Linked DNA regions of Cricetulus griseus: region 1 is linked to region 2. Evidence: chromatin contacts called from public Hi-C data. All regions are on one chromosome and are shown on one strand. The core of a region is the stretch at or near the end of the contact, and the rest is flanking DNA. Distances in the headings are between cores, read along the strand shown. Region 1 overlaps Septin9 (septin-9). Region 2 overlaps Septin9 (septin-9).

Region 1 (5,520 bases), core at 363-2,862, 110 kb before region 2:
ATAGTATTATAATTAATATAAATCTCTGAGTGTTCATTTTGGGGCTCAAGAGTGGAGGGACATGCCTAGCTAGAAAATCTCCATAACAGAAACCCTATCTCTAAACAAACAAACAAACAAACAAACACAATTGGCTTGTTTCTTCCAGCCAAGCAGATCCCCTTTCACAAGGGTTCAGAGAGGACCTCGTGTGTGTGTGTTTGTGTGTGTGTGTGGGGGGGGTGTCAAGGGTTTTCTGTGCCTGCTGCACACAGCCCATCCAGCTCACACTCATTATCTGCCTACCACTGGTGACTTCTAGCTCTCCACGGCCGCCACAGGAGGAAGAAAGTGGCTACGACACCCCACTTCCTGGGTGAGCAACTTAGTTGTGCCTCCAGGAAGCCTCCAGCCAAGCCTGGGGCAATAACAAGGGGTCACTCAGCAGAACTCGGAGCTGGAGGCCGCTGTTGCTGGTCACAGAGGGCTTAGTGGATGTGGTCCCTTGCCTCAGCACATGCCCCCATATCTGTCACTTACCAGGTGACATTAAGTGAGAGCTGTCCCCTCACTTTACAGGGGGAGGACATTTTGAGAGTTGCTTGAGTGCTGGGGCAGAGGCTGGCTCCCTGCACGGGCTTGGAGTGGCAGGATGGGCGTGTGGCCAGCAGAGGGCCTCTAACACTCACCAACCAGCAGAGGGCCTCTAACACTCACCAACCAGCAGAGGGCCTCTAACACTCACCAACCACCATGATGTTGAACTCAAAGCCCTGCTTCATGGCCTTCCTGCGCATCTGCTCCAGGATGGAGTCGATCCCCACGTAGCCAAAGTCCACGGGGGCCTTCTCATTCCGTGGCGCGGGTGCTTGCTTGAGCATGGCATCTCTAGGGCTGTCAGCCATGTCGCCAACACAGCTGGGAGCCACTTCGGAGCCTGTGGAGGGAAAAACGGAGAGAGGCTTTAGAACAGCATGCAGAGTTCAGTAACTTGCCGGAGGAACTCTGTGGAATACCTCAGAACTGAAGTTCCCTGCATTGTGCCATCCGACAAGCCCACACCCCTCAGCCACGTGCCTCTCAGGGCTGTCTCTGCCGCTTTGCCACACAGGGCTCCCCCTCATGCATGCCCTTCATCTCTGCTCAGACAGCCTGAGGTAGCTGTGGGACCCGGGGCCCTTCACAGTGCAACAGGTTCACAGGGGAGGGGTGATAGGACCCCTATTTGCCTCTTCCAGATCTGAGACACCCTCACTGGGAATGCCTCTACTCCCAGGCACTTGACCCATGCAGTCCTGAGGCAAAACAGTCTTCCCAGACTGGCAGACACCAGGTGCCCCTCACCCTCAGGCAAAGGCCAGTTTGTTTAGTAGGTCTGTACATAAGCCAAGGGTTAAACTTGAAAACCTCAGCTTCCTTCAGTAGGCTTCGGTTTAACAGTCCTTTCCCTTCTGGGGAAAAAACGGTAAACTCAAGCTGACTCTTTCCCCCACATCCACAACCAACTCTGGAGCTACGGCAGGCATTTCTCTCCATTTTACTGGCATGGCCAGCCGGACCTGCACTTCCTCTCTGCGGGCCCGCTGCCCCACCCCCCTAGGATCGAGTGGTAGAACAGAAGGAAGAAGAGGTTTGCAAAGCCAGCTTCAGGAAGGAGGCATGCGGACCACCCCCACTGCCAGGGGCTGGCTGGATCAGTCCCTTCCTGTTTCTCTGCCTCCATGGGGGTACAGTCACCTCTACTTCCTGGCACTGGGGAGCAACCAAACAAGAGAATACTTGTAAACACACCAGGAGCTGCCAGAGGCTCCACACGTGTGTGTCCCCAAACAATGACAAAGGCAGGTCCTAGGGCAGGGTGCCATCAGAAGCATCCGCAGCCCGAGTCAGGGCAACATTCCTCTCCACCAGGCTTCGGGAGTGTCAGCTCCTCACTCAGAAACACTTCCCGGGGTCTCCAGCAACTTTCAGGAAACAAAGACAGTGCAACTGCAACATCTGGCCCTAGAACCTGTGGCTCCTGGGGCCGCTTCCTGGAGAATGACAAGGGGCCCAGCCTTGCCGTGCGGTTCAGGCCTCGTCCACGTGACTAAAAATTGCTTCCATCTGCCTGAGAGTCTGAGACCCACTTTGCTCCCCCCCCACCTCTCCGCTGAGCATCGAGAGGAGGAAGAGCTGTCCCCCAACTTTCTAATCACCCCCAGTCAAGGAAGGTTTGCCTCAGCCCCAGGTGGCCCTTCTACAAACATCAAGGCTCACAGCAGAAACTCAAACCAAACTAAACATTCAGCCTTCCAGGGGCCCTGCTTGAGAAATAATAAGAACACAGAAAAGCCCCAGCCTTCCCTGGGGGGCTGGAAGCTCTTCTGCTCACCCCTGTGACCCTTTCCACTGGGACACTCCCCATCCACCTGCCCGGCTGGTTGGGAGGTAGACCCTCCACCCAGGGTCGCCTTCGCGCCAAGAATGTGAGCGACCAGAGGCCTTCGCTGACCTCACCCTATCATCACCTATGTCAACAATGCGTTACGGCCACTTCCGCCTTGAAAACAATGTGTGGTAAAACTTAATTTACCATCTTAGCCATTTCTGAGGCACAGGTAAGGCCACTCCCGGAGGCCCTGACCGGCCTCCGACCGGCCTCTGGAAACCTTCATTCTAAGATGCTTGGGTAAGCAGGGGTAGGTGATCTCTGACTTTTGGCCTATTTCATACAGAATAATGTCCTTAAGATTCATCCATGCTATAGAATGTGCCTTTTAAAGGCCAACAATATTCCTTTAATGAACACATTTAAAAACCTCAATTCATATGATTTTATTTTTAAAGTTTTTTTTTTATTTTTAATCATACGCATACAAGTATGTCTGTGTATGGGTATGTGTGCCTTCGTTCAGTGGCCCACAGAGGCCAAAGGAGGGCATCAGATCCCCTCTGGAGCTGGAATTACAGGAAGCCAGCTGTGAGATGCCAGATGGGGGTGCTGAGCTCAGTCCTCTGGAAGAGCAGTCTGTGCTCCCCAGGCTCAGCAGTGAGTCTTTTATCCATAGGCATGTGAGGGATTGCTTCTGGTTGGCTGGTGTGAACGCTATGGTGTGAACATGGGTACACAGGCGCTCTTTGGAGCTTAGGCTAGCTCTCTCTTCCTTTCTCCCTTCCCTCTTCCCCTCAGACCCTATCTTATATGCTGTCTGGTCTGGCTTCAAATCCACTGACGCCCCTGCTTCAGCCTCCTGAATACTGTGATTACCGGCATAAATTATCATGCCCAGCCAGACTTTGCTTTCAACGGTTCTGGACACACACTCGGATGTGAGCTGTTCTATTTTTATTTTTGAGGAACCAGCATAGTTCATCCACGTGACCTCTGAGCAATGGAGACTGAGCTAGTTCAGGAGGGATGCGCTGTAAGAATCTGTTTTAGCTGATTTCAGTTTGAATTACCTACGTGTTCCTGACAAGTGTGTGAGGCCGCCTGGACTCCCACTCTACAGAGGGGAATGGCACTGCATGACACACTGATTCTTTTCTGAAACACACTGGATGGTCCGATGAACAAGATAAGACCTTTGCTGAACGTGGCCCTCCCGGAACTTCCAGGAACTTCACCTGCTTACTGACAGTGAGTCCTGTACTCCTCGCCTGCCTAGAGGGCAGGAGAGTGTTCTCTGACACTCCTCAACCACCCAAGGCTGCGGCCTGCTCAGGGCCACCCTCAACTCCTAGCCCAGCAAGAAACAGAAAGGAGCTACTCAGGAAATAGCTAAACACCAGCAAGGGTGAAAGCACCTGCCACCAAACCTAATGAGCCAAGTCCCATATCTGAGACCCACGGCAGAGAACTGACTCTCTTAAATTGTCCTCAGACCTGGACATGAATGCTATGGAAGGGGCACATGCACACACACACAGACACACAGACACTCACACACTCACACTCACACAGACACACACACACACACACAGACACACACACTCACACACAGACACACACACACTCAGACACACACACTCACACACACACATAGATACACACTCACACACACTCAGACACACACAGACACACACACTCAGACACACACACACTCACACACACACTCAGACACTCACACACTCAGACAGACACACACAGACACACACACTCACACACAGACACACACACACTCAGACACTCACACACACACACTCAGACACACACTCAGACACACACACACAGACACACACACACTCAGACACACACACACAGACACACACACACTCAGACACACACACACTCAGACACACACACACTCACACACACAGAGACATACACACACTCAGACACACACACAGACACACACACACTCAGACACACACACACTCACACACACACACTCACACACACAGAGACATACACACACTCAGACACACACACACAGACACACACACACTCACACACACACACTCAGACACACACACTCACACACACACAGACACACACACACTCAGACACACACACACACACTCACAGACACACACACAGCTACAATGTTCACAGATGCATTAACAAACAATGCATGGTAAGAGCATCTGAGGGAACACGGCTCACCCATAAGAAGGAATAAAGTTAGAAACACAAAAGAATTCCAGTGAACCTTGAAAATACCAAACTGAGGGCGCTGGAGAGATGGCTCAGAGGTTAAGGGCACTGGCTGCTCTTCCAGAGGACCTGAGTTCAATTCCCATGGTGGCGCACAACCACCTTGAATGAGATCTGGTGCCTCTGCTGGCATGCAGGCATACATGCAGGCAGAACACTGTATTCATAATAAATAACTAAATCTTAAAAAAAGAAGAAGCCATACTGAGCTACACAAGCAGACTCTCCAAGGCACAAATGACTATATGAAACACCCAGAAGAGGCAAACCCACAGGGGCAGGGTTAGAGGAGACTTTAATGAGTGTGGAGTTTCCCTTCAGGGTGATAAAAACGTACTGGCCAAGCCAGGCGTTGGTGGTGCACACCTTTAATCCCAGCACTCGGGAGGCAGAGGCAGAGGCAGACAGATCTCTGTGAGTTCGAGGCTAGCCTGGTCTACAGAGCGAGTACCAGGATAGGCTCCAAAGCTACACAGAGAAACCCTGTCTCGAAAAACCAACCCCCCTCCAAAAAAAAAAAAAAAAAAAAAAAACGTACTGGCCACATGACATCATGAATAAACACCACTGGAAGTTCTTGCTTTTCTCGGCTGAGGCGAGGAGGTGAGAGGGGAGGCAGGTGTGTATTAGCACAGCTGGACAGGGAGTCCAGCCAGGCCACCAGCCAGTGCACAGCTCAGGACGCCTGAGCCCTAGATGCTGACACTCAAGCCGAGGCTCTTTGGCAGATGCTAACAGGCCATGTCCTGAGGTTTCCCAGCCAAGGGTGCTCCTGAGGGGGTGGCCAGTAGCTAAAGCTACCTTTGTGAGATTTAACAGTCTCCCAGTGGGTCCCACTGCGCACACAGACCTATCCACCACACCCTCTTGCCCAGACAGCTGCTGTCAGCCCCCCCTTTTCT
Region 2 (5,315 bases), core at 2,458-4,957:
AACCCGCGTTGCTAACACCGGCCATCTCTATCCTGACTCCCTCTCCAGCTCAGCAACCTAGCTGAAGTTTGCTGCTCTGTATCGTCCTAAAGAAACAAAGAATGACCTTGTTTTTTCTCTTTTTCCATTTCCTTGATTTCTGCTCTTATCATCATTACTTCCTTCCTTCTACTGACTTGGTGGCTTAGTCAGGGCCTGGCCAGGAAGCAGTCTGTATCAGTGATCTTAACCACAAGTAATATGGGGCCTGTGTGTGGGGAGGGGGAGATGCCTGTGTAGGGGATGTGTGTGTGTGTGTGTGTGTGTGTGTGTGTGTGTGTGTTCTGTGTTTGTGGGGGGTTGTTTGTCCATTTGTTCTATTTTCAAGACATAAATTTTTGTTTTCTATTTATTCATTTTTATTTTATGTGTGAGTGTTTTGCCTTCATGAATATCTGTGCATCACGGGCATGCATGCCAGGTGCCTATGGTGGTCAGAAGAGGGCAACAGATCTCCTGGAGCTGGAATTACAGATGATTAAGAATCACCATGTGGGTGCAGGGAACCTAGCCCAGGTCCTCTGTAAGAGCAACCAGCATTCTTAGCCACTGAGTCATCTCTCAGAGATGCAATCTCTCTCTGAAGTCCAGGAAGACCATGAACTTCCTGTGTATCAAACTCTTGTTGATCCTCCTACCTCAGGCTCCTGGGTGCTGGAACCATGAGTGTGAGCAACCACACCTGCTGTGCAAGCTATCAGCAATCAGCAAAAGGTGACTACTGAATGGGTTTGTTGTCCCCGGAGGTGGACACTCAAGCCGTCATTATCACAAGGACTCAGTTCAGGGACACACTGGAAAAGCACTATCCATGCTCAGGTGGCTTGGTGCACCTCAGCTCTGTGCTTCAAACCCTTTCAAACCTCACCCAGTGCCTGGCTGTTCATTTCTAGTCTTCAAAAGAGCCTTCCTGAGAGGCTGGAGAGATGGTGCAGCCCATACTAGTCTTGCAAACCTGGTTTTGGCTGGTAGTTCACAACCACCCATAACTCTAACTGCAAGAGAATCTGTGCTCTCTGAGCACTTGCACACATGTACACACACACACACACACACACACACACACACACACGCGCGCGCGCACACACACACAAGCACACATACACACAGCCACACACACTCGTGTGCACACATGTATACACACAAGCACACATACACAGGAGCACATACACACACCCATACACACTCGTGTGCACACATGCATGCACACACATGCTCATGCACATACACACGTGTGCACACTCATGCACACATGCACACACACATGCTCATGCACACATTCATACCATGCACATACACACATATGCACACTCATATGCACACTCATGCACACACATATGCTCATGCACATACACACGCATGCACACACGCACACACACACATGCTCATGCACACACACACGTATGCACACACATGCACACATGCATGCACACACATGCTCATGCACACACACATATGCACATGCACACATGCACACACACATGCTCATGCACACACACACGTATGCACACACATGCACACATGCATGCACACACATGCTCATGCACACACACATATGCACATGCACACATGCACACACACATGCTCATGCACACACACACATATGCACATGCATGCACACATGCATGCACACACATGCTCATGCACACACACACACACACACGTATGCACACACACATGCTCATGCAATACACATTTATACACACGCATGCACACATGCACGCACACACATGCTCATGCACACACACATATGCACACGCATGCACACACTTAAATATAATAAAAATAAGTCTAAAACAATCTTCCTCCTAGACTGGCAACCTTAAGTAAAGGGCTCCCCGTGTTGTATGAGCAGCTTCAGCAAATGAACTGAGCCCCAAGACAGTGCCTCAATACACGCTGATTAAATTAGTCAAAATTTCCAGAAAACCAGACTTGCTGAGTGACATCCAAGGAAGGGCAGCCTTAAGGAACTGAACCCCAACCCATGGAAGCCTATATCGCCTGTAGACAAATGACAGCTGGTATGAATTACAGGGCCTCAGAGTCCTCCACAGTGAGGGGCTGCCTGGTGCTCGGGGACGCTGTCGCCCCCACTTGTGTTAGGGGCACCCTGATGTTATGAGAGGGTCCCAAGAGAAACAGTCTATCTGCTCTACAAATATATACGGCACTTCAGTCTACAGTAGTGCCGAAAGCTACAGTCCTCAGGAAGAAATCAAACACTCACAAGAGGTGACTGAAAAGTCTGAGAGAAGCACAGCTATGGAGGCTGTCGGCAGAGCGACGAGGACTTCGCGTGTTTGCATTTGTGTGTGCGCGTGTGGAGGTCAGTGGGCAATTCTGGGAGTCAGTGTTCTTCTATCATGTAGCTTCTGGGAGGCTAACTCAGGGCGCCAGGGTTGGTGGCAAGCATCTTCACCTTCTCAGACACCTGCTCCCAACTCTCTCTATCTGCCCCACCCCTTTTTAAGGTTTGATTTATTTATTTGAGCCAAGGTCTCACACTATAGCCCTGGCTGACCTAGAACTCACAGAGGCCTGCCATGCTCTACCTCTCAAGTGCTGGGGTCACTGTGTATACAACCAAACTGGCCTTTTCCTTCTTTTTAAAAATTAAAAAAATTCTATTTACCTGTGTGCGTTCACACACTCACACACACGTGTGCACAACACACTCACACTTTCACACGTGTGCGCATACTCACACACTCACACACGCACACTCGAGTGCACAAACTCACACACGTGCACGCTCACACACACGCGCACGAGCACACACACACGTGTGCACCTGCCTGTTTGTATGTGCATCACTTGCAATGCTACAGAGTCCAGAGAGGGAGTCAGAACTCCTAGAACTTGAGTTATAGGCAACTGTGCGCCACTATGTGGGTGCTGGGAACCAAAGTCAGGATCTCTGGAAGAGCAGCCAGTGCCTGACTGCTGAGCCATCTCTCCAGCCCTTCTTGCTTATTCTTCAAGGCTCAGTCAGCCCAGGTGGCCCTCAAACTCACCATGGAGCTGATGCTCTTGAACAGATCTCGTGCCTCTATCCCTTGAGCGCTGGGGTGACAGGTGTTGTCCATCACCAAGTATGGTTTCTGTGGTGCCAACTCCTCCTACATCCCCAGCCCTCAAATGATTTCCAAGGGAAGTGCCCAAACCACACAACAGGGAAAGAAATGTTAGCAGGAGAAGCCAAGCAACTGCAAGGACATAGAAAACAACACCGACAACACGAACATTGATCCCACCTTACACCAGACACAAAGCTGAGGCAGAAGAACTAAAATGATAAACATACTAGAAGAAAACTGACTGTATCTTCGCAACTTAGTGCAAGACGATTCTTACAGAACACAGAAAGTGAAAAGCACAAAGGGGGAAAAAAAAAAAAACACGATTAACAAAACCAATAGCCAAGCCACAGACTGGAGTAAACTCTCTTAGCAAAGCACACATCCGACAAAAGACCAATATCCAGAAGTAATGAGGAAGAGTTGAGCCATCCAATTTGAAAATGAGCAACAGATTTCAGAAAGATATTTTACAAAGGAAAAATACATGAATAGCTAGGAAGGCCATGAAAATGTGCTGGGCCACATTAGTCATCAGACAGATGCAAAATTAAAGCCAGAGTGAAACAGCACAACCCGCCCACCGGAATGACTAAAATTTAAGAGTGACAGCAGCCAGTGTTGGCCTGAATGCAGAGCAATCAGACCGCTGCACACTGCCGCCGGGACTGAAGTTACATGGCCACTTTGGGTCTAGCGGTTTCTTCCAGAACTAAACAGACACTGATTCTAAGTGCCACTCAGGTTAGGTGCTTCCACAAGACAAATGAAGGCAGTGTCCAGGATAAGACACTCATCATGGAGCCCCAACCAGAAGCAACCAGAGGAAACAGGAAAATGTAAAAGCCACAGAAAGGTCAGGTGAGGAGCACAACCCAGTTGTAAGGTGGAACAAGCCATGGGGACCCACAGTGGCAAGCATGACTCTGCCAACATTCAAATCAGATAAGGGAGTGCAGTGTGGGGAAATTCCCTGGGGGACACAAAGCCACTAACTGCAAAGGAAGGGACAGGGGGACTCCCGGGGACGATGCCAGTGTTCGGTGTTGTGGCTGCAGGCAGGACACACAGTGCATTTACCTATCAAAATTCTCAGGACGGCACGCCCAACGTCTGAGCGGCACAAAAATGTGGAAAGAGAATCACTGTGGTTAAAGAAACATGAGCAGAGGGGAGTGAAGGTCATGCGAACTGATGTCTGCAACTTATTAAAACTGTGTCTCGGTAGCTAGGTCTGGTGGCACATGCCTGTAATCTCAGCCCTCAGGATATGGAGGCAGAAGGATCAGAAGCTCAAGGCCAGCCTTGGCTATATAATGAGTTTGAGGGTAGCTTTGGCTACATAAGACTCTGTCTCAAAGACAAATTAATGAATTAGTCAATAATATTTGTCTGGAGAGAGCCTGACAGTTGGTGGACTCATGATAGAGTCCAGGAAGAGGTGTGTGGGTAATCACACTTATTTATTTATGGTTTTGAGACAGGGTTTCTCTGTGGCTTTGGAGCCTGTCCTGGAACTCGATCTATAGACCAGGCTGGCCTGGAACCCAAAGAGATCCACCTGCCTCTGCCTCCCGAGTGCTGGGATTAAAGGCGTGCGCCACCACTGCCCTGCTCCATCTTTCTTCTATGTTTGAAATATTTCTCAGAAAGTTAGAAAAATGTGGCCGGGGAGATGACTCACTTGGTAAAGAAAGCCCTTTCAGAGGCATGAGGACCTGGGTTTAGTTTCTGGCACCATGTAAAAGCTAGATTTGGCTGCACAGGCGTGTAATCACCCAGGGCCCACATAGAGAGAGCACTGACTCCCAAAAGTTGTCTTCACCCATGCGCGCGCGCGCGTGCGCGCGCGCACGAGCACGCGCGCGCACACACACACACACACACACACACACGCACACACGCACACACACACAGAAGTATTTTTTAAAAACAAAGGTGGAAAGGATAGGAGAAGACAATGTCGACCTCCACACACTTGTGCACACAAACACACAAAACAAAGTGATTGAAAAACAATTGAGAGATTGAAACACATCAAACAAAACCTAGGAAAAGAAAATAAAATGCAGTAAGAACCTGTAGGCATTCCCCCTTTATTCCCCGCAGGTACCATCCAGTTAGAAGAGGAAATCGGATGACCTCTGTTCCCTGGAGTTCACCTTGCTGCTCCCTGAGAGCAGCAGCAGCAGCGGC

Evidence for each region. A called contact is a pair of places that touch in the nucleus more often than the background predicts.
Region 1: a Hi-C map of the CHO-K1 cell line shows a contact between it and region 2, with 8 times the contacts expected there. The contact joins two enhancer-like sites. A contact is called at or near these places in 6 of 8 Hi-C or Micro-C datasets (the CHO-K1 cell line, the CHO-S cell line, fibroblasts and 1 more).

What each region holds. Positions count from the first base shown.
Region 1 is chr7:129,908,808-129,914,327 of CriGri-PICRH-1.0, reverse strand. It overlaps Septin9 (septin-9), which reads right to left. Exons shown (of 12, transcript XM_027425556.2): 4 at 725-916. Among named protein-coding and RNA genes, the nearest start is that of Septin9, 120 kb to the right of the region's middle. Within about 2 kb of position 1,612, at least 1 of the 6 cell types and tissues checked has open chromatin away from gene starts, as enhancers often do.
Region 2 is chr7:129,800,078-129,805,392 of CriGri-PICRH-1.0, reverse strand. The region is part of intron 1 of Septin9 (septin-9); the gene reads right to left. Among named protein-coding and RNA genes, the nearest start is that of Septin9, 10 kb to the right of the region's middle. Within about 2 kb of position 3,707, at least 2 of the 6 cell types and tissues checked have open chromatin away from gene starts, as enhancers often do.